Linked DNA regions of Mus musculus: all the other regions are linked to region 4. Evidence: chromatin contacts called from public Hi-C, HiCAR-type and promoter capture Hi-C data. All regions are on one chromosome and are shown on one strand. Each heading gives the region's core, a stretch centred on a gene start, on an enhancer-like site or on the middle of the called end of the contact. The rest is flanking DNA. Distances are from core to core; before and after follow the strand shown.

The links. Promoter capture Hi-C pulls out the DNA fragments that hold promoters and counts their contacts. Hi-C and Micro-C count contacts between places; a contact is called where the count stands out from the background. HiCAR-type assays count read pairs that join an accessible place to other places. Capture Hi-C pulls out chosen DNA fragments and counts their contacts.
Region 1: a promoter capture Hi-C map of hippocampal neurons shows a contact between it and region 4, with 2.2 times the contacts expected there. The contact joins the promoter of Cited4 here to the promoter of Ybx1 in region 4. A contact is called at or near these places in 2 of 39 promoter capture datasets (cranial neural crest and hippocampal neurons) and 1 of 115 datasets of contacts at active chromatin or transcription factors (astrocytes).
Region 2: a promoter capture Hi-C map of adipose tissue shows a contact between it and region 4, with 3 times the contacts expected there. The contact joins the promoter of Nfyc here to the promoter of Ybx1 in region 4. A contact is called at or near these places in 7 of 39 promoter capture datasets (the 3T3-L1 cell line, 3T3-L1-derived adipocytes, cranial neural crest and 3 more), 2 of 115 datasets of contacts at active chromatin or transcription factors (astrocytes and microglia) and 1 of 9 other capture datasets (adipose tissue).
Region 3: a HiCAR-type map of astrocytes shows a contact between it and region 4, with 2.1 times the contacts expected there. The contact joins the promoter of Dph2 here to the promoter of Ybx1 in region 4. A contact is called at or near these places in 2 of 39 promoter capture datasets (hippocampal neurons and pre-B cells) and 1 of 115 datasets of contacts at active chromatin or transcription factors (astrocytes).
Region 5: a contact with region 4 is called in a Hi-C map of B cells, with 7 read pairs. The contact joins the promoter of Smap2 here to the promoter of Ybx1 in region 4. A contact is called at or near these places in 1 of 39 promoter capture datasets (pre-B cells) and 1 of 484 Hi-C or Micro-C datasets (B cells).
Region 6: a contact with region 4 is called in a Hi-C map of B cells, with 5 read pairs. The contact joins the promoter of Slc6a9 here to the promoter of Ybx1 in region 4. A contact is called at or near these places in 1 of 39 promoter capture datasets (hippocampal neurons), 1 of 484 Hi-C or Micro-C datasets (B cells) and 1 of 115 datasets of contacts at active chromatin or transcription factors (embryonic stem cells).
Region 7: a promoter capture Hi-C map of pre-B cells shows a contact between it and region 4, with 4 times the contacts expected there. The contact joins the promoter of Exo5 here to the promoter of Ybx1 in region 4. A contact is called at or near these places in 4 of 39 promoter capture datasets (cranial neural crest, liver and pre-B cells), 2 of 115 datasets of contacts at active chromatin or transcription factors (astrocytes and large pre-B cells) and 1 of 9 other capture datasets (liver).

The regions. Positions count from the first base shown.
Region 1 is chr4:120,665,204-120,667,903 of GRCm38.p6, reverse strand. It overlaps Cited4 (Cbp/p300-interacting transactivator, with Glu/Asp-rich carboxy-terminal domain, 4), which reads right to left and starts at 1,341. Exons shown (of 1, transcript NM_019563.2): 1 at 84-1,341. The coding sequence starts at 1,101. The coding sequence ends at 553.
Region 2 is chr4:120,824,291-120,826,990 of GRCm38.p6, reverse strand. Nfyc (nuclear transcription factor-Y gamma) reads left to right here and starts at 1,250. Exons shown (of 10, transcript NM_008692.4): 1 at 1,250-1,461.
Region 3 is chr4:117,890,639-117,893,338 of GRCm38.p6, reverse strand. It overlaps Dph2 (DPH2 homolog), which reads left to right and starts at 1,336. Exons shown (of 6, transcript NM_026344.3): 1 at 1,336-1,629; 2 at 1,912-2,024; 3 at 2,221-2,444; 4 at 2,638-2,700. The coding sequence starts at 1,483. It also overlaps a transcript of Ipo13 not described here.
Region 4 is chr4:119,293,094-119,295,793 of GRCm38.p6, reverse strand. It overlaps Ybx1 (Y box protein 1), which reads left to right and starts at 1,281. Exons shown (of 8, transcript NM_011732.2): 1 at 1,281-1,590; 2 at 1,989-2,052. The coding sequence starts at 1,431.
Region 5 is chr4:121,015,876-121,018,575 of GRCm38.p6, reverse strand. It overlaps Smap2 (small ArfGAP 2), which reads left to right and starts at 1,329. Exons shown (of 10, transcript NM_133716.3): 1 at 1,329-1,827. The coding sequence starts at 1,725.
Region 6 is chr4:117,833,928-117,836,627 of GRCm38.p6, reverse strand. Slc6a9 (solute carrier family 6 (neurotransmitter transporter, glycine), member 9) reads right to left here and starts at 1,370. Exons shown (of 14, transcript NM_008135.4): 1 at 1,151-1,370.
Region 7 is chr4:120,923,671-120,926,370 of GRCm38.p6, reverse strand. Exo5 (exonuclease 5) reads left to right here and starts at 1,366. Exons shown (of 2, transcript NM_028457.2): 1 at 1,366-1,860.

The DNA.
Region 1 (2,700 bases), core at 92-2,591, 1.4 Mb before region 4:
ACTTTGGGACTCTAACAGCCTCAGACTTTTTGCAAGTTACAGGTACTTGAGGGTGGGGATGAAAAGGAAATGGAAACTCAAAATTGTAAAGCAACCCAGTTTTATTTTGGTTTTAGAGGCCAGCGGGAGCATGGCTCCACTCTGCAGGGGTTAGGTGTAAAATCCTTCCCTCCCCCGGGCCAGGGGCCCAGGGAAGGTAGGGGGTACGGAGAGATGGCTCCCTAGACCCAATCCGGTTAGTAGGCTGCTCGAGAAGGAAGGTCAGGCAGAGGCCTGTAATGGCTCAGATTGGGGCAAGGCGGCGGAAAGAGGGCACAGAATCCAAGAACGTGGAATCCGAAGGCTGGTTCAGTTCCCTCCATTAGACCGCTGAGGCTTGGGTATGAGAAGCGAGACCCAACTGTCATCTGGCAGGAGGCAGAGCCTGGAGGCAAGGCAGGTGTTCTCGGCTGGAGCCGTCTCGGCACGAAAACCAGGCGCCTCCACCCTCACGGAGGGTGTGTGGGAGCCGGGCCACCGGGCGCAAGGTCCCGTGTCTCTGGGTGGTGGCTCTCAACAGCTCACCGAGCCGGCGGCCGGCGCTGACCCCAGGTCTGAGAAGCAATCGAACTCGCTCTGGCCGAGGAAGAGCTCCGGCAGCTCGCGTACGCGGTGCAACCCGAGCTCGAGTTCCAGCGACGTCAGCGCCTCTTCGTCGATGAGCTCGGTGTCCATGCAGCCCAGGGCGGGTGGCGGCGGCGGCGGCGGCAACGAGGCTGCGGCTCCGGGCGCCGGCTGCAGAGGTGAGGGCCCTCCAGCGGCTGCCGGGGGCGCCGGGATGCGGCCCGGGGACGGTGTGGCTGCAGACTGCAGGTGCGTGCTACCGGCGCCCGGCGACTGCGAGACGGGGAAGGGCTGGAAAGAGACCGGCGACCCGAAGGAGCCGTATGCCAGGGTCCCGGGTGGCGGCGGCGGTCCCAGCGGAGCCCCCCGCGGCCGCAGACCGCTGTCCATGCCCGGGCCTGCGTATGGCTGCAGAGTCCGGGGAGCGTGCGGGCCGTGGGTGTGCGGCGGCACCTGTAGCAGGCAGTAGCCCTCGGCGAGCATCAGGTGGTCGGCCATAGCAGCTGGCGGACAGTCAGGGCACGCCCCGGGTCTCGGCCAGCGGCTCCTCTTGGGCGGGAGACCCGGGCACTGTGCAGTCCCTGCAACTCAACCAGGCAGAGGAAGAATAAATCGGATTCGTTCACTGTCTCACCCGGGTCTCCCGGATCTCCTCTCTTCTGCGCTGCCCACAGCAGTAGTTGCAGGCCGCAAAAGAAACAGACAGCCCAAGGGTTCCCAGGCTTTCGCGCAGTGCCTTGAAGTCCGGAGATTTTTTATACCAAGAGGCGGGAACGCCACGCCCACTCTCTGTCATTGGCTGGATGAATCCCTTCTGGGCGGGTCGTGAACCTGTCCAAGAAGGTATTGGTCCCGCCCCCTACCAGAGCTCCGCCCTTTGGGCCTGCAAGGGCGTCCCAGGATGCAGGCACTTTGGTAGGGCTGGGTGGTTGACATTTTTCTGGGGCTTGGTCAGGCCTTCGAGGTACTGGTTAAGAGGGGGTATGGGAGTAGCTTGAATTTGCCAGATGAGGTGAGAGGGCCAGTTCCTGTAGTTTCAGGATCTTGGCGTCACTCAATTTACTATTTTTTCGGACTGAGCCTCAGAGGCAGGAGAGATTTCCTGGAAACACACAGTAAATAAAGCCTTTAAGATTCAAACCCGGAACTTTGTATTGCACTTCAGCGAAGTGCAATGTCCTTTGAAGAGGTCAGCTCTCTGTTCCTACAATCCCCAGGGAGCCAATTGCTCCTTCTCTCTGGTTCACACTGTGCTGTCTGTTGAAGCTTGTCCTGAGTTGTTATTAAAGTAATTTATGGGCATGTCTCCTGAAGGACTTGTTCATCTTCTTACCCTCAGCATTTGGCCCGCAGCCTGGTTCAGAGCTGGCTTTCTGTAAAAGTGGAATGAATGAGCAAATGATGGCGTGAATTGCAGCTCATTCACCAAACTGCGGCTTTCTCCTCCGTAGGATGCTGGCCAGAGTAGCAGAGACCACAAGCGCCTATGGTGAAAGTTAGCTGAGGCTCTGTGTGTGTGTGTGTGTGTGTGTGTGTGTGTGTGTGTGTGTGTATAGAGCCCTCCATAGTGCCTGGCACATACATATGTATTAAATGTTCTTTAATCTAGTGAAAGGTTGGCTATAAGGCTGGCTCTAATGATCACCCAATGGGGGATTTCCAAAGCTTCTTTGAATCACAATAATCCTAACTTGGAGCTTTAGAGTGCTCTACATTCTACAAGTGCCTTTCTGGGGTAGGGTATGAATTTTTAGCCCTATTTTGCAGATAAGAAGACTAAGGCACCAAAGGAAAATGAGGCTGTGCAGAGGCTGTATGCAAATAGTCATTCCTATATGCAACAAGCTCTTTGAGCCACAGGCATGCCGGGGACGGTTTCCTGGAGCCTGACTTACACATGTTGGCTTTCCCCTCCTCAGGCTCCCCTCCCCCCTGCAGCAGCCTCTGGCCTTCCTGGAACTTTGGTTTATCTAGCTGGTGTAGAGGGGAGAAGTTTAGCAGCCGAGTTCAGAGGCCCAAGTTCTAATCATAGCTCTGCCACCTGCAGGGGCGTTGGGTGGGGGCTGGGGGGGCATCACTTGATTCCATAGGGCCTCT
Region 2 (2,700 bases), core at 1-2,500, 1.5 Mb before region 4:
CGGACAACCAGTTATAGACAGGCCTTGTGAAATACTACACTTCCCCATCCCCACCCCCACCTCCCCAAAATGGTTGGCTTCCATATTCAGCCTAAAGTGCCAAGATTAGAGGCATGTATTACCACACCAAGCCATACATATTGTGTTAATGTATTTGCATGGAATGCATTCGCCCATAGAAGGCAACATCTAGATGTCTTCAGTGGAAACTTCACCCTATTTTTTGACACAGGATTTCCCTGCGTAATTCTGGAAGTCCTGGAACTCGACAAGGCTGGCGTTGAACTCACAGACCCTCTTGCTTCCGTCTTCCCAGGTGCTGGAATTTCAGTTCTACCGCGCTGGCCCCAACCTATTTGTATAGACTGGGCCTCCCACTGAACCAGGAGCTTGCTTATTTAGCTAGGCTGGCAGGTTTCTTTTCAAGCCTTTCAGGTATGGGAGACTACTGTGCTAGTGGCTTATGGAGTGTTGGGGGGGCTAATGCAGGTCTTAATGCTTGTAGGAAGCACTTTACTGAGCCACCTCCCAACTCTTTAATTTTTTATGCCAATTTTTAAAAAAAATATTTATTATTTTATGTAAGTACACTGTAGCTGTCTTCTGACACACCAGAGGGCATCAGATGTCATTACGGATGGTTGTAAGCCACCATGTGGTTGCTGGGATTTGAACTCAGGACCTTCAGAAGAGCAGTCAGTGCTCTTAACCACTGAGCCATCTCTCCAGCCCTTTTTATGCCAATTTTAACGTTTTAAAATGTCACCTTTTTGGTTGTTTGGAAATTTTATTTCTTCACTTACTGGTGTGTGTGTGTGTGTGTGTGTGTGTGTGTGTGTGTGTGTGTGTGTGCGCGCGCGCGTCGCACATTAATGATCAGAGTTCAGCTTTCAGGACTCTGTTCTTCTGGTCCATCCTGGGTTCCAAGAATCGAATTCAGGTCGTCCGGTTTGCTGAGCCCCAGGCGGCTTTTTAAATTTTCCATGCCCGCGAAGTTCTTCTCTCCCTACCATTCATTTCCTTGAAGAACAAAACACGGAAAACTATTTCCTAAAACCCAGAAGCGAGCGCATCCTAGCTGAGAGCTTCAAGGATATAGAACGTCCTCGGAGGTCACCGAGAAACGCCTCCCGCGCCCCTGGGAAGGGGCGGGGCCCCAAAAGTCTCCGCTCTCACTATCCCGCTTGGCCAGGCAAGACAATTCTCGCGAGACTTCAGGCACCTCAGCCGCTGCGCACTACGCGTTGCTGGGAGTCGAGGCGCGGAGTGGGGGGAGGGGCAGGGGAGACGGTACAAACGGCGCGGCCGCCATCTTGTTTGCGCCCCCGCTCCGCACGCGCTCCGGTTTTTCGTGACGCACGCTTCCCCCTCCCCTCCGCCGCGCCCGGGCCTCTGCATTGCCCGACGGCGCAGCAGCGCGGGGGCGGCTGCTTTCTTCGCTGGACGCCGGAGTAGAGGCCTGTGAGTGTATGAAAGCTTGGGTGAGGAGGGGAGAGAGAGAGGGGGCGGCCGGCAGTGAGGGCGGTGCTTCCCGCCAATGGCGGAGAGCTCCCTTCCCTCTGCGGCCGCCGCTGCACTTCGGTCGGCTCTGCCGCCGCCATGTTATGTGTTCGCCGGGCCCGCCGCTGTCGTCGCGGCTGCGCTCGCGGGGTCCGTGCGCCTGGGCCCGCGGGCTTTCTCCCATTGGCGGAAGGCGACGGCGGGGGGGCTCGCTCGTGATTGGTCGGCGGCGGGGAGGCCGCGGACCTGGCACCTTATTGGTCACGCCGGCTCCGGCCTGGGGGGTGATGAAGGAATTGGCGGCTGTCGGGATGCTAGCTGCTCAGGCTCTGGCGGCAGGGCGACGGTCCCTCTAATGCCAGCGTGGCGGGGAGTCTCCGGGACGGAGCCGGAGGCCCAGAGGAGAAAGAGAGTGGTAGCCTGGCGTGTGGCCTGCAACGGGGAGGGGTCACTACTAATACCAGAGGCACGGTCAACTACAAGATGGGGTGTGCAAGCCCCTGCTTTGTAAACACGGAACAGAAGTGTCTTCGAGACCTAGGGGTGCTAGACTTGGAAATTGATCCAGCTTGGGAATGACCCTGAGTAGAAGTCTGAGTGCATGGTATGGAAGTAGTGGGAGTGAGGACCAGAAGGACAGAATCGGATTAGGGAGCCTGCTGTAAGAATTTGGGTTTTGAAACCCGGAGGATTAGTGTAGAACTCCAGACTCCATTCTGGGTTCTGAAATGGAGAGTGGGAAACAGGTAAACAGCCGGATCCCACTGGACAGGTGTATCAACTTTTAGAGGCTGAATGCCATTTTAACATTACATTAAGTAGAATCAGAAAGTCAGCTGTAGAATGTATTTGCATAATTGGGAAGTTGGGGGTTACAGGATTTGGGATCATGCTAGTTTTGAGATGTTATATATGAAATTTTCACTGGTCTAAGAAGAATATAGGATCAGAGCTTTGTGCTTGCTAGACAAACATTCTACCAACTGAGTTACCCCACTTCCCCCTTAAAATTGATCTCTCTTAACTTTCAGTTCAGAGGGCAGGTGAGACAAACTCAGGAGTAATAGACCTTGTTTCGCGTGCTTACCTGGGTGTATGAGTATATTTTACAGTCACACAGATATTGGCAGTGCCATCCTCATTCTGTGAGGGAACAAGCAAGAGTTTGTAAGTTGCTGGAGTCAGGTGTACTGTCCTTGT
Region 3 (2,700 bases), core at 87-2,586, 1.4 Mb after region 4:
GTAGCATCAGTGTCTTCCACTTCATTATTTATCCCGCTCCTCAGTCCCAATTAAAAAAAAATGTGTATGTGTGTATGGCTGAGTTTATATCTGCGCACCACCTGAGTGTAGTTGCCTGCAGGTATTAGAAAAGGGACAAAAAAAAAAAAAAAAAAAAAAAAAAAGCTGGGCGTAGTGGCGCACGCCTTTAATCCCAGCACTTGGGAGGCAGAGACAGGCGGATTTCTGAGTTTGAGGCCAGCCTGGTCTACAAAGTGACTTCCAGGATAGCCAGGGCTATACAGAGAAACCCTGTCTCGAAAAAAAAACAAAACAAAAAAAAAGGAAAGGGACCTCCTAGAACTGGAGTTGCACATAGTTATAAGCCACCATGTGGGTGGTGGTAACTGAACCCACTGCAAGCACAGCAAGTGCTCTTAGCCACTGAAACATTTCTCCAGCCCCGTTAGTCCCATTCCCACAGTCCTGATTTCTCAGCTCTCCTGGAGGATGCAGAGATGCGCCACATGTTTTCAGTCCTTTTTCCCTACGGCATCACGTGAAGAGAGTCTTCCTCTCCCATCCCTCCTTATGATAAGAAGTCGTGTGGGAGAATGTGGGATGTAGCTCAGCCAGAGAGTCGTTGCTTTCCATGCACGAGGCCCCAGGTTCAGTCCCAAGGAGGTGGGGCGAGAGAATAAATTCGGGCTCTAAAGCCCAGTTTCTAGAACCAGCAGACATGGTTTTGTTTTTCTTATCTATATGGGATAATTCTTGCTTCTAATGATGAACTGGTGAACTTAGCAAGGGTCAGTGTTTGGTTGACAGACCGTGAGGACAACAGGTTGTGGGACAATTCTCTAGCAGGCAAAGTAAAGGACATAGAGACATTTTACGATGTCTGGCAGTAAGTACCTGCTCACAAATATTCAAACCCAAGCTGTGGGCACTGAGTTGGAAATTATGCAGTACTGGGAGATCCAGCTCGGTCACACAGCAAGACCCTGTTTCAGATTCTGGGGGCTGTGAAGATGGCTTGGTGGATTAGGGAGCTTGCAGCCAACCCTGAAGAACTGAGCTGTATAAGGACCCTTGCTCTCACTGTATGTATATACGTGCACACGCGCGCGCGTTTAAATATGATCAGCAGATAGCGCCTGCTCACACTGAATTAGTGACTTAGAAATTAGAGGGCACCGGCAGGCTGGCCTTAGGGTATCCGGGAAGAAGCTTTAGCCAGTGGAACCACAACACCCACAAGGCTTTGCGGCACTTCCGATTGGTCCTGAGTGAGAGGCTAGTGATTGGTTCTCTGTGGGAAGTCCTTGAACCCGGAAGTAATCTCCGTAGGTCCATGTGTAGTGGAGAGCCGGGAATTTGGAAGCGTACGGTTTGGATCCTAGGACCCGAGGACAGGTTGGTCCGGATCCACAAACAGAGCTGCTGTGACCTCGAGGACTTTTGAGGGTGCAGCTGCATCTCACCCCACCCAAGCTGCGCCCAATGGAGTCTACGTTCAGCAGCCCTGCGGAGGCAGCCCTGCAACGGGAGGCGGGCGTTCCAGGACAGTTCACTCCTCCTGAAGACCTGGACCGCGTGTATGAGCTGGAGCGAGTTACGAAATTTGTCTGCGATTTAGGTTGTCAGCGGGTGAGGTCTGGTTCAGAGAAGGGGGCGCGAAAAGGGGGCGCGGGGCGCGGGCTCTCCTCTGGGTATGGGTTGCGGAGATTGGGACTTTGGGTCGGGATCCGCCCGTATCGCACGGATTACCCACAACTCTGTGGGGCTGGCTGCCTCCTTAGAAGTAGGGGCTTGGGATGTTTAGTGGGTTTTTTTGTTTGTTTGTTTGTTTTTTTGTTTGTTTTTTGTTTTTTTGCAGAGGCTGTTGGTGGAGGAGTGAGGTTGTCGCTGACTTGTGGCTTGTATTTACAGGTGACTTTGCAGTTCCCTGACCAGTTACTAGGAGATGCGGGAGCGGTGGCTGCCCGGCTGGAGGAAGTCACAGGAGCTAAGATGTTCATTTTAGGGGACACAGCTTATGGCAGGTATGGGGTTTCCCAGCCCACAGTGTCTGCCTCCAGTGACCGTGTTTGCACGATGAGAAGCTCCTGATGCCAGCTTCCCTCAGTCACAGTGAATTCCTAGCTTGGTGCCATTTTCTCCACTGGCCACATTTCCCATTGATGACAACTCTTCTCTCCAGGTAGGGAACACCTCTCACCAATGCTCTCTCCCCTGCAGCTGCTGTGTGGATGTGCTGGGCGCCGAGCAGGCTGGAGCTCAAGCCCTTGTGCACTTCGGTCCTGCCTGCTTAAGCCCCCCAGCCTCGCAGCTGCCCATCACCTTTGTCCTTGGTCAGCGACCCGTTGCTTTAGAGCTCTGTGCAAAGGCCTTTGAAGCCCAGAACCCAGATCCGACAGCCCCGGTGGTACTGCTGAGTGAGCCAGCTTGTGCCCATGCCCTAGGTGAGAAATTATACCTGTGAGGGAAAGAAGGGTGGGTCCACAGCTTCATGCCTTAATTCCTCCTATTTAAGCACACTTACCTAGAGCTCTTGGCCTCAGTTGGCCTGGCTTGTCCTTTAGGGTCACATTGAGGCATCTGGGGATGAGACATCTCTTACTTTGCCAGACTTCAACTCTGATGCACCTCTTTCAGAGCCTTTGGCCATGCTCCTGCTCCCAAAGTACCAAGATCTGCTCATCTCCCGCCCAGCTCTTC
Region 4 (2,700 bases), core at 32-2,531:
GCGAGCGCCACCACAGCCCGTCGGATTTAGCGTTCTTTTTGTATTTCTAGTTCATGCTTTTATTTACTGGGAGCTAGGAGTATGCCACAGTGCTCGTGGGGAGGTCAAGCTACAGCTTACAGGAAGAGGCTATCTTTCTCTTTCCATTATGTGGAGCTGAAGGCAAGAACTCAGGTTTGGCCAAGTGCCTTTACACACAGAGCCATCTCAGGTCCTCTTGTTTCCCCCACTCCCATCCCTTCTCTCTCTGCAGCCCCTTCTCCAAGCAGCAGCCTTTTCTTTCTTTAACGATGCTACTCCTTACTTACACCGCGAAAGCTACACTGCTCACCGGTGATCAGGGGAAGAATCTCAGGTTAAAAACACCTCTGCCCACCTCTGATTCCTACTTCGATTGGTTTCCTTTATTTGCAGTCTCCGTGAGACCCTATCTTTTCTAGGCCTTTGCACAAACCTACCTTTGCCTGAAATGTCACCACCCAACTCTTCCTGCTCCCACTCCCCAAACGCTGTGCTCACCCAACCAAGAAGTGGTGGGCGTTTAAAATTCCACCATCAGAAAGCAGAAACTAACTGGCAAACTACTTCAATCCCCAGTCAATAGTAGATGCGTAATAAAGAATGAATGAAGGTAGGCGGAGGGCTTCAGAAAGAAGGCAGCGTGTGTTTTACAGTGTATAAAAACAAGGATAGCAATCCTTGTCTACAGTGCTTAGTTTATAAAGTCAAAAACCCTAACATCCAATAAATGTGAGGCGAAATTAAATCTGATTTGTGGCCAGTATGAAATACATTTCCTCGGACGCCGGGGGAAACGATCACCCCCGCCCTGAACACGCTGAGTCGTGGCAGCTCCAGCGCCTGCGTGGTCCCTCCAAGGTGACTGGATCACCAAAAGCCTGACCCATTAAGGAGGCCCCGGCGTTCACCCAGCCGTGGGAAGGAGCCCCTTCTAGGAGGCCGGAGTAGGCCCGGCGATCGCGGCCCACGTGCGCGACGAGCGCAGCCCCATCTGGGAACGTTCCCTCTGCGCGTCCTCCCGGTACTCTATGGTGCTCACGGCCGAGGCTCTCATTCTAGTTCCGGTCTCTATGGCGGCGGAGGCCTGAGAAGCTGTGGGTCGGGCGAATTAGTCGCTAAAGATACCAATGAGAGCGCAGGAGCCGCGGAGCGTGAGCCAATAGGCGCTAGAGACCCGGTCAGGTGGTGAGATGGACAACGATGCGGACCAATGGGGGAGGACGAGGGCGGGTCTATCGCGGGGCTTATCCCGCCCGTCCCGCCATTCTCGCTAGTTCGATCGGTAGCGGGAGCGGAGAGCGGACCCCAGAGAGCCCTGAGAGCCCCACCGCCGCCGCCGGCCTAGTCACCATCACACCCGGGAGGAGCCGCAGCCGTCGCCGCCGGCCCCAGTCACCATCACCGCAACCATGAGCAGCGAGGCCGAGACCCAGCAGCCGCCCGCCGCCCCCGCCGCCGCCCTCAGCGCCGCCGACACCAAGCCCGGCTCCACGGGCAGCGGCGCGGGTAGTGGCGGCCCGGGTGGCCTCACATCGGCGGCGCCCGCCGGCGGGGACAAGAAGGTCATCGGTGAGCGCCAGAAGGGACCGGGGATGGGGCCGCGGGCCGGACCGTTAGGCGACGCGGCCCGAGCCACGGACTACGCGGCCGCCCCTCCCCCCCGAGGCCCGCGGCGCGCGCACACCGGGATCCCGCCGCTGCTCCGGCCGCCGCCGCCCCTCCCCCGCGCCCACCCGCCCCGGGGCCTCGTGCTGGGGTCCCCGCCCCGCCGCCTACGCAGCCGGAGGAGCGCGGGCTGCTTCCCCGGCCCTCACGTGCTCGCCTCCCGGGCGCACACCCACCTCGGACCCGCGCTACCCGGCGCACCCACGTGTGCGGCGAGGGCGGCGGCCCGGGCCTGCGGCTAGATCCTGGACCGACTTCCAGGGCCAGCCGGTGATTGGACGTTGTTGTGCTTTGTTTTCCAGCAACGAAGGTTTTGGGAACAGTCAAATGGTTCAATGTAAGGAACGGATACGGTTTCATCAACAGGTGAGATGCCGGGGTGGAAAGCTCGCGTCCGCCTCCTGCATGGGCCAGAGCCACCGCGGGCATGACAGGGTGGGGGATTGGGACCCTGTGTTTCTTCCTTGGGTGACGGGATTAGCGGGTCTGTAGACTCGCTTTGTGTTGCTGTTAAGTACCGATCTTGAGCTAGCCTCAAAAAGCTTTGGCACAAAGCAGGTCAAGGCAGGCGCGTCGCATGAGCCATGCCTTAACAGTTACCTTGCATCAAACTGAGGCAACTCCAGGCTAAGCACGCTTTTAACCTTGACATCCCTTTCTGCTTTGAAATTGCTATGTAAGAATGTGACCCGCTAATTAACATACAGGTGATCTTTCACCTTGTTAACCTCTCGGGGAACGGGATTTGACATGTCAGTTGCCTGAGATGTTATCTGTACTGTAAGGTTATGTTGCCTTTGTTTAGACTACTCGAATATTCAGTCCATTTAGTACCTCGAGCACATTTTTCCTATAGACCTTCTGTAGCCAAAGAGGGCTCTTCTTATTTGTCCAAACGACGAGTAACGTATCTGAAAGGAAATGGTTCTTCCTCATTTTTTATTTCTCTTACTTCCTTGTCAGGGAATCATGCTGATCAAATCAATTTTTGTTATAGCTTGCTGGAGTGGCCAT
Region 5 (2,700 bases), core at 80-2,579, 1.7 Mb before region 4:
GGGAGAAAGTAGAGATGAACAAGACTGCTGTCTTAGAGGCAAATAAACACTTTGTCTTGCTGGCCTCCCTGGTCTATTACTCTAGCCTTCAGAAGAATCCCTTAAGAGCAAATATCAGGAAGTAGCGTTCTCTTCCCCTTTAGCACATCCTGTTTTTTCTCAGTCTCTTTTAAGAATTTGATGAGTGAAGGGACGGAATGCATACACAGGAAGATGGCCGTGGGTTCAAGACACTATTTGTAACAAGAGAGGCTTTGGAAAATAATACCTAATAACCATTTTTAAGTAGCTGCTTATTCCATGTTACCCTATAACTGGCTCTCCCCCAAACAACCTGAGAGATGGCTCAGCAGGTGAGAGAGTTTGGTAATCTCTCATAGGACCCTGGTTCCTTCCCCAACACCCACATCACACACCCTCATCCATCAGCTGAAACTCCAGCTTCAGGTACTGCAATGCCCTCTTCTGGCCTCCTTGGACACCTACACACACACACACACACACACACACACACACACACACGCACGCACGCACGCACGCACGCACGCACGCACACGCACACGCACACGTACGCACTCACACACGCACGCATGCACACACACGCAAGTAAAGGAGGCTAGGTATGGTGGCACATACCTTTAATCCCAGCACTTTGGAGGCAGTTCTCTGTTAGTTCGAGGCTATCCTAATCTACAATATAAAGTTCCAGGCCACCAAGGGCTACTTAGGAAGAACCTGTTCAAAAAAAAATTTTTTTTAAAGGAAAGAAAAGTTCTGCCTAGACACTAGTCAGAGCGATGCTCAAAAAGGGCAGTAGTCACAGAGAAGACTAATGTATATCAGCGGCAGGAGGCATTCCAAGTTAGAAGTGATCACGAGGGAGGGTGTAATGTCTCTTTAACTCGGGTCAGAGGGTGAGTCCTTTTGTCTCTTGAAGGAAAGACTAACCTAAAGGAGTCTGGGATAGCCACAACCCTTGTATTATATAAGGATAATAAACACACATCTTATAAAGGTTGCTGTGAAGAGCATACTGTGATAATTGATAGAAAGCGCTTAGAGCAGTACATGGCACACAGTATGAGCTCTGTAAATGTTGGTCGTTCCCTTCACTTTATTCTCTTCACTCTCCTCCCTCTCCACCCGGCTTCATTCATTCTTTTCCAAGGGCACGCAGGGGGCGTGTCCTCCCTCCCGCCGCTTCCACCTAAGCCCCGCCCCCGGCTCTTCCCGGATTGGTTCCTAGGAGGCGGAGCCAAGGGGAGAGCCCAGTGCAGCGCGGTGGGCGGGGCGCATGCGCGGGTTGGGCTGGGTGGAGGAGGAGAGGAAGAGCTGCCGGAAGTAGGCGGTGGAGGTGGCGGCTGAGCTGGTCGCAGCTGCCAGGGAAACCGAGGCGGGAAGCACAGCGGGCAGACCCTCAACACTCGGGGTCAAGTGTGCGTCCCGCACGCCTGAAGCCGGGAGCTCGCTCCACCTAGGCCACTTCTGGGGTCCCGCAGCCTCCGCGAGTCCCTGCCTTGCCCGAAGCCCGCCAGGGGGCGCCGCGCTGAGGGGCTGAGGGGCTGCGGGGCGGGGGCGCTGACGGCTCTGACCCCGGGGCTGCTCCGGGCCGGGCGAGAGGACCGCCTGGGCGGGGACCCCAAGGCCTCAGCCCCGGACAGAGGCAGGGGTTCTTGGGGGGTGCAGGGGGCGCGTCGCCCTCTGCCCCCGCCGGCACCCTGGCCATGACAGGCAAGTCGGTGAAGGACGTGGATCGGTACCAGGCGGTCCTGGCCAACCTGCTGCTGGAGGAAGATAACAAGTTCTGTGCTGACTGCCAGTCCAAAGGTAACGCATCCGGGGCGCCGGCGGGGGGCCAGCTGCGGGGCGGCGGCGTGGCGATGAGCTGCGATGGCCTGAGTGGGGAGGGGGTTCTGGAGCTCAGGGCGAGTCCTCTTCGTATGACCACGCGAGCCACCCTCGCTCATGAGCTTGCTGGGTTTCCTCGGGCTTGGGACTTGGGGTTTGGTGTGGGCGAGTGTGTGTGTGTGTGTGTGTGTGTGTGTGTGTGTGTGTGTCAGCGAAGTGGGGATGATATAGTGGGGGGTGGGGTTGCCCGGTGTGTTCAGGTGAGACTGTCTATGTTGCAGACTCTGAATGGCTTCTGGGCTCGCTGTCATGCAGAGCTGGCAGCCTTTTACTTGGCAAAGCTGTGGGTGAGCTGCAGTGTGGTGGGGGTGGCGGTGGGGGTGACGAGGAGGAAGGTGAGATGACTAAGAGAAAAACTGTCGAAATGATATTTAAAGGTGGCATTCCTTGCTGTCTGCTATGTCGTTAGCAGCTCCTGTCATTTTACCACCTTGTTGAGCTCAGACCGAGTGCTTAGGTGGCTTTCTTCACCCAGGTCGTGTGCACTGAGAAACAGCTACCTTATGCAGTGACACAGTGCGGATTTCTAGGTAGTCTAGCCTGGGTTGTGGAGGCCTCATGCGTGTGTGGTGAGCGAAACTAGCAGACCTGGACTGTAGTGCAGGACCCGTTCAAGCAGGGAGAAAAGGAAGCAAGGAATTCCCCCAATTCGTTATTTCCCTGGTGATTACACCTTTAGAGAGGAAATAGAAATTGGCCACAACCACTTAGCCTTTGTTTTCTGTGTCTGTAAAGGTTCATGCTGTGTTACAATTAAAGGTCAATATGGTAGAAAATTTACTAGTGAATTCT
Region 6 (2,700 bases), core at 121-2,620, 1.5 Mb after region 4:
GGACGGGCTGGCAGTGTGGGGCGCGGTCACTTTTGGAGTCATGGCACCGCCCGGAGTGCCCACTTCCTCGAAACGAGACCGGTTCGCTTTAATCAGTGTGCAAGGTGTGTTGGGGGGCGGGCGTTACATCAGCCACCACGTGTGCGCCTCTCAGCTGGCGTGGAGGATGCCGCCCCGCCCCCCGCGGTGGAAAAGTACCCGGGTGCCGAGGTCTCCGCCCCCTTGCCCCGCCCCCGCCCGTCCTCGGCCCCTCCCGGGTCTGCGGGCAAGCCCCCTCCCGGCTCGCTGGCCTCAGCTCCGGCCCGTGTGTGGCTGCCTGCTGCGGGGTACAGGCTGGGAGCAGGCGCTCGGGAGCTGCGGGAAACCAGGCCTCACCTGTGGCCGCCCGCACTCGCCGCAAGCATGCCCAGAAGGAAGGCTAGAGTGAAGGCTCGAGTGGCAGGGCGTGGATTTTTTCCCCCCAGAGTAGCAGTCCCCCAAAACCACTCTCCGCCCCGCAATCCCTTCTCAACGCTGCAGCCACGCGAGCCGCGGACAAAAGAGAACCGGAGGGCGCTGGGGTTCTTCCTCGCTGCTTCCCAGGAACCGCGGGCGCGCGGGAACCGGCACCCGGCGGGCGAGTGGGCGGGCAGATTAGGAAGGCCGCCGGCTGCGGCGCCCAGATAGATAGCCAGCACGGCTGGGAGAGGAGGTGGGGCGAGAGGCTGCACGCGGGGCACAGACCCCGCTGCCGGCTCCCGGCCGCGGCAGACCCACTGGCGCCCCAGAAAGACCGAAGACGCTCTTCGGTTCCGGCGCTGCGCGCACAGCCCCGTACCAACCACCTCCGACCGAGCCGGCGTCGGCACGCAACGCACCCCCTCCATTCCGAAATCACCCTCCCTCCCGTCTGCTTTAGTTCCTTGGTGACAACGATGACACACAGACACACGCACCTACCCAGACCTTCGCGGCGAGACAGACATCCCAGTGCGAGCACTCACACTCTTAGCCACAGATACCCGCAAGCAAACGCTATCTCATCCACGCACCACACACACATCCATACACATCCTGGGGCTCAGCCTCCCAGAGTCACAGAAACGCCCAGAACGACGGCTGGACAGACCTAGGCTCGGGCCGCAAAGCCCCCTTCCCCCAGCTCTCTTACCATACTGCTGCCCCCGGCCCAGGCGTGCTGGGTCCGCACCGCGGTGCGCCCAGGTGGCTTTCTTAAAGGGAAAGTTGCATCAGCCTCCCGAGGCTCTCTGCAGCCGCCAGTCCTCCCGCCCCGCCGCGTTGCCTGCCGCTCCTCCAGAGCTTGTTGTGTTTTGGTTTCGGGGAGGCGGGGGCTAAGAGTTTGGTGAAAGTTTGGAGAGTGAAGAAGGCTTGAGAAACCTAGCCAAGTCCCTCCCCTCCCTGAGCGGCTCCCCTGGCCGCCCTCCCCCGCCCTGGTCCCATCTCCTCCCTCCCGCGTGCCGACTACTCAGACTCCTCCTACCAGGGAATAAGATTACAAGTGGCTCTAGTTTTCTGATGATTGATCCTCACGAACCCCTGGGAGTGGGGCTCGGCAAAGGAGTCCCCTTCTCCTTCGCCTCTCTGCCCTTCAGTTGGGACACTTGGAGGAAGCAGATGTCCTCCCCTTCGGGCTAGGCTTGGAACGAAGCCAAAAGGCCTGGGGCGCTTTGGGGGGCTGGGGCTGCAGTTAGCCCGCCAGGCCCCTGGCCTTCTGCGCCTGCGTTCCCCCTAGAGAGACGTCAAGAGCAAATTCCGTTCCCTTTGCAGTAGCGCCGCTAGAGACTGTGGGCACAGCTGAGTAAAGCCTGGGGCCCACTCCTTGGAATTGCAAGGCTGGGGAGCCCTTTCTCCCCGAATTCTCCACCACTGATTTGATCAGCCCTACCTGGTTAGTTGTGCCACAGAGCCTACCTACTTCAGGTGCCTGGATTGCAGTATCTGCCAAAAGATGCTTTGTTGAGCCTCAGTTTCCTCCTCTGCAAAATGGAGAGAATGACTTAAGGAAATGCATACCCACGTGAAACTCATTGCTCCAGATTGGCAGTGGTGCCTAGCAAATGGAACAGGCTGCCACATTTGCTTACCTTGAGCAAGCTGCCAACCCTCTATCAAACCAGACAATACTGATTGCCAGAGGACTGCTGTTGCTTCGCAGGTGCTCTGCAAAAGGCCCTGGTCTGGAGAGGCAGGCTCCGGATTCCACTCTGTGCCCCGAGTTCTCACCATTTTCCGGCCAGGAAACTTGCTTGTTTATTGACATCCAGTCTCCAAAGAGCAGGCGCATCCATGTCAAAGCCGCGCACAAGATCAACTGGTGTGAGAAGCCACCTTATTAATTTATAATCACTGAAAAAGACAGCAGCCAGCACACTCCCTTCAGTTGGGCCTCTCTCTACCCCACGGCTCAACCACAGCCCTTTCCCAGAACTACCTTCTTATATACTGCTTTCTGCTGTCATGGAACTCACAATCTGTTCATTCTCGAGATTTGGTCAGATCTAGGAAGGCACTTATGTCCCTTTTGAGTTTGCCCGTGAACACAGCAGTTATAAGCCTGCTTGGGGTTTATAGTCTCCCACGAACTAATTACCAGAGTTTTGTATAGAGTAGAGAGGGGACACACACGCAGATCTACCTAAGCAATCTGTTGTGCCTGTGGGCTTTTTTTTTGGGGGGGGGGATTTGAGACAGGGTTTCTCT
Region 7 (2,700 bases), core at 117-2,616, 1.6 Mb before region 4:
AGTAGGATTAAGAGACTAGACTCAGCCACTCATCTTCAATATGCCCTTAATGAAAGAAAGGGGATTTATTCGATGAGGTCACTTTGGAAAGAGGAACAAACACAGAGGCCTAATGATTTCCAAGACTGTCTTTGGGGTTCTGACATGTGGTTTAGGTTTAAACAAAGCAAGAGGGATGTACAACTAAGCAGATCAAGGAACAGTCCTGTCCACAGTTGTCTCAGCTTGTGTCTTCTGCAGAGTGGTCTGACAAGCTGTAAGGATCCTATGAAGTCTCTTCCTGGGAGGTAAGTTCTCCTCTGAATGGTGGGTGGCGGGGGGGGGGGGGGGGGTGGGGGGGTGGGGGGGGGGGTTCTACTGCTTCCATACTGCCAAAGGGAGGGGCACAAGTGCTTCTCTTTTATCTTTGCTCCCACTGTGATTGAAGATAGTATTTCATGGGTTTTACTCCACATTTGGAAATTTCCTCTTTTTTTTTTTTTTTTTTTTCCTACGCAAGTTCCTTGTTTGGAATCTGTTCATCCTCCCCCTGATACAATACACTTTATAAAACCCTGATTCTGGTGAACCCCTTAAACTGGTGACTGAATTAACTAAATGAACCTAACAGCTAGGCTTTATCCTTCTGGACTTTAGACTCAAGTCTAGAGTCCCAGCGCTGAGATTTTTGGTGTGGGTCACCATAGATGCTGGGAAGTATTTTTCAAAGGCTCAGAGGTTAAGAGCACTAGCTGCTCTTACAGAGGACCTTAGTTTGTTTCTCTGTGCCCATGTGACTCAACCCTTCTGTAACTCTGAGGCCCTCTTCTGGCTCCCGAGGGCACCAAGAAGATATGAACCACAGACATGCATGCAGGGAAAACATTCATACACATAAAGGAAAAAACAAAACATTTTTTTTAATCTTTAAAAAGAATCTGGGCATAAGGGCACAATGGCTTGTAATTCCAGCACCGAAAAAGCAGAGGCAGGAGTAACCCAAATTGGAGGCCAATAAAAAGGATAAGAAATAAATAAAATAAAATAAGACACTGACAACTGCCAGCGTCTTTGAAGCTTGAGTTCATGATTGTTCACTAAGCTGGGAAAGCTGATGTCAGGTGCTAAGATCCGGATTCGGGCTCCAAGGGTGTCAGAGGCCAGCTGCACTGGGGACAGCGAGACGACCACCATGACCGTCCTCTCACCGGGCGGGCGTAAGAGAACGAGACGGTAACAGCCTGCACTAGGCACTGGTGGATAAGGAAATACAGCGGACTGCAGACGCCCACTCAGCCCCAGTGTCGCGAGAACCAGGGGCCTGGTGGGTGGGGAGGGGTGTGACATGAAAAGGGGCGGGCCTCCAACCGCCGCCGGGAATTCTGGGACAGGGGTGAAGAGCTAAGGGGCTGCCCCTTTCAGGCACGCCCCTCATTCGGGTTTTTGTTCTGTGCATTTTGGGCCCGCGATTGAGTCTTTGCGCTTGGGCACACCAGGGGGACTGGGGCTGGGGGCTGAGTGGAAAGCACACGCCTGCCTGCGTGGAAGGCCTGTAACGAGTCAGGACGCAGAGGATGAAGGCAGCAGCAGGCAGCCGGAAGCCATCAGCAAGGCAGGGCCTCCGACCTCAGGCTGCGGCTGGGAACCTGGAGAGCAGAACTTACCGCCTGGAGACCTTACCCTTGGAGAGGCCAGTGTTAGGAGGATTTATGACACGCAGCTGCCCTAGCAGTGTGACTCAAGTGGAAACACCATAATGTGAAGGAGTGGTCAGGTGAAGAGAACAGAAGTCCACATTCCATCATAGCAAGGTGCCTCCCCATCTCCCCTCGTTTTAATACATGCTCTTCCCTGTGAGGAGGGAAATCAACTAAGGCCCAGGTGAGTACGAGTTGCCTCTCTCCTGAACTTTTCAGAGCAAATAGATACATAGTAGACCCATCAATGCCTTTGGAAGGAAAGCCACATTTATTGTGTGTTAGTTAATATCTGTACTGTTTTAGCTCTGTGGGCATTGAAGGATTAGCTTACCAGTATACATTTTAAAGATGTGCCAGTCTCATCAGAGAATTTTTGAAATGTGCCCAAGATTATTCAAGAAACAAATAGCAGAACCGGGCGTGGTGGTGCACGCCTTTAATCCCAGCACTCAGGAGGCAGAGGCAGGCGGATTTCTGAGTTCGAGGCCAGCCTGGTCTAGAGTGAGTTCCAGGACAGCCAGGGCTACACAGAGAAACCCTGTCTCGAAAAACCAGAAAATAAAGAAAGAAAGAAACAAACAAACAAATAGCATACCAGCAAATTCTACTGGACGTTTCAAGATTAGATTCAAAATCTGTATCTTCAGGATCCCTAGACTCTTGATGCCGATCTGGTATTTTCTGAACATCTATCTCATTTAATTTTTCACCTAATAATTTTCAGCTTTATCTGTTTTAAAACTTTTAAAACATATATTCATATATAAAATATTTAATATGAATATTAGTAGATATTTCTATATCTTTAAGAAGTCAAGGGGGCTGGAGAGATGGCTCAGAGGTTAAGAGCACTGACTGCTCTTTTAGAGGTCCGGAGTTCAAATCCCAGCAACCACATGGTGGCTCACAACCATCTGTAATGAGATCTGATGCCCTCTTCTGGTGTGTCTGAAGACAGCTACAGTGTACTTATATATAATAAATAAATAAATAAATCTTTAAAAATAAAAAAAAAAAATAA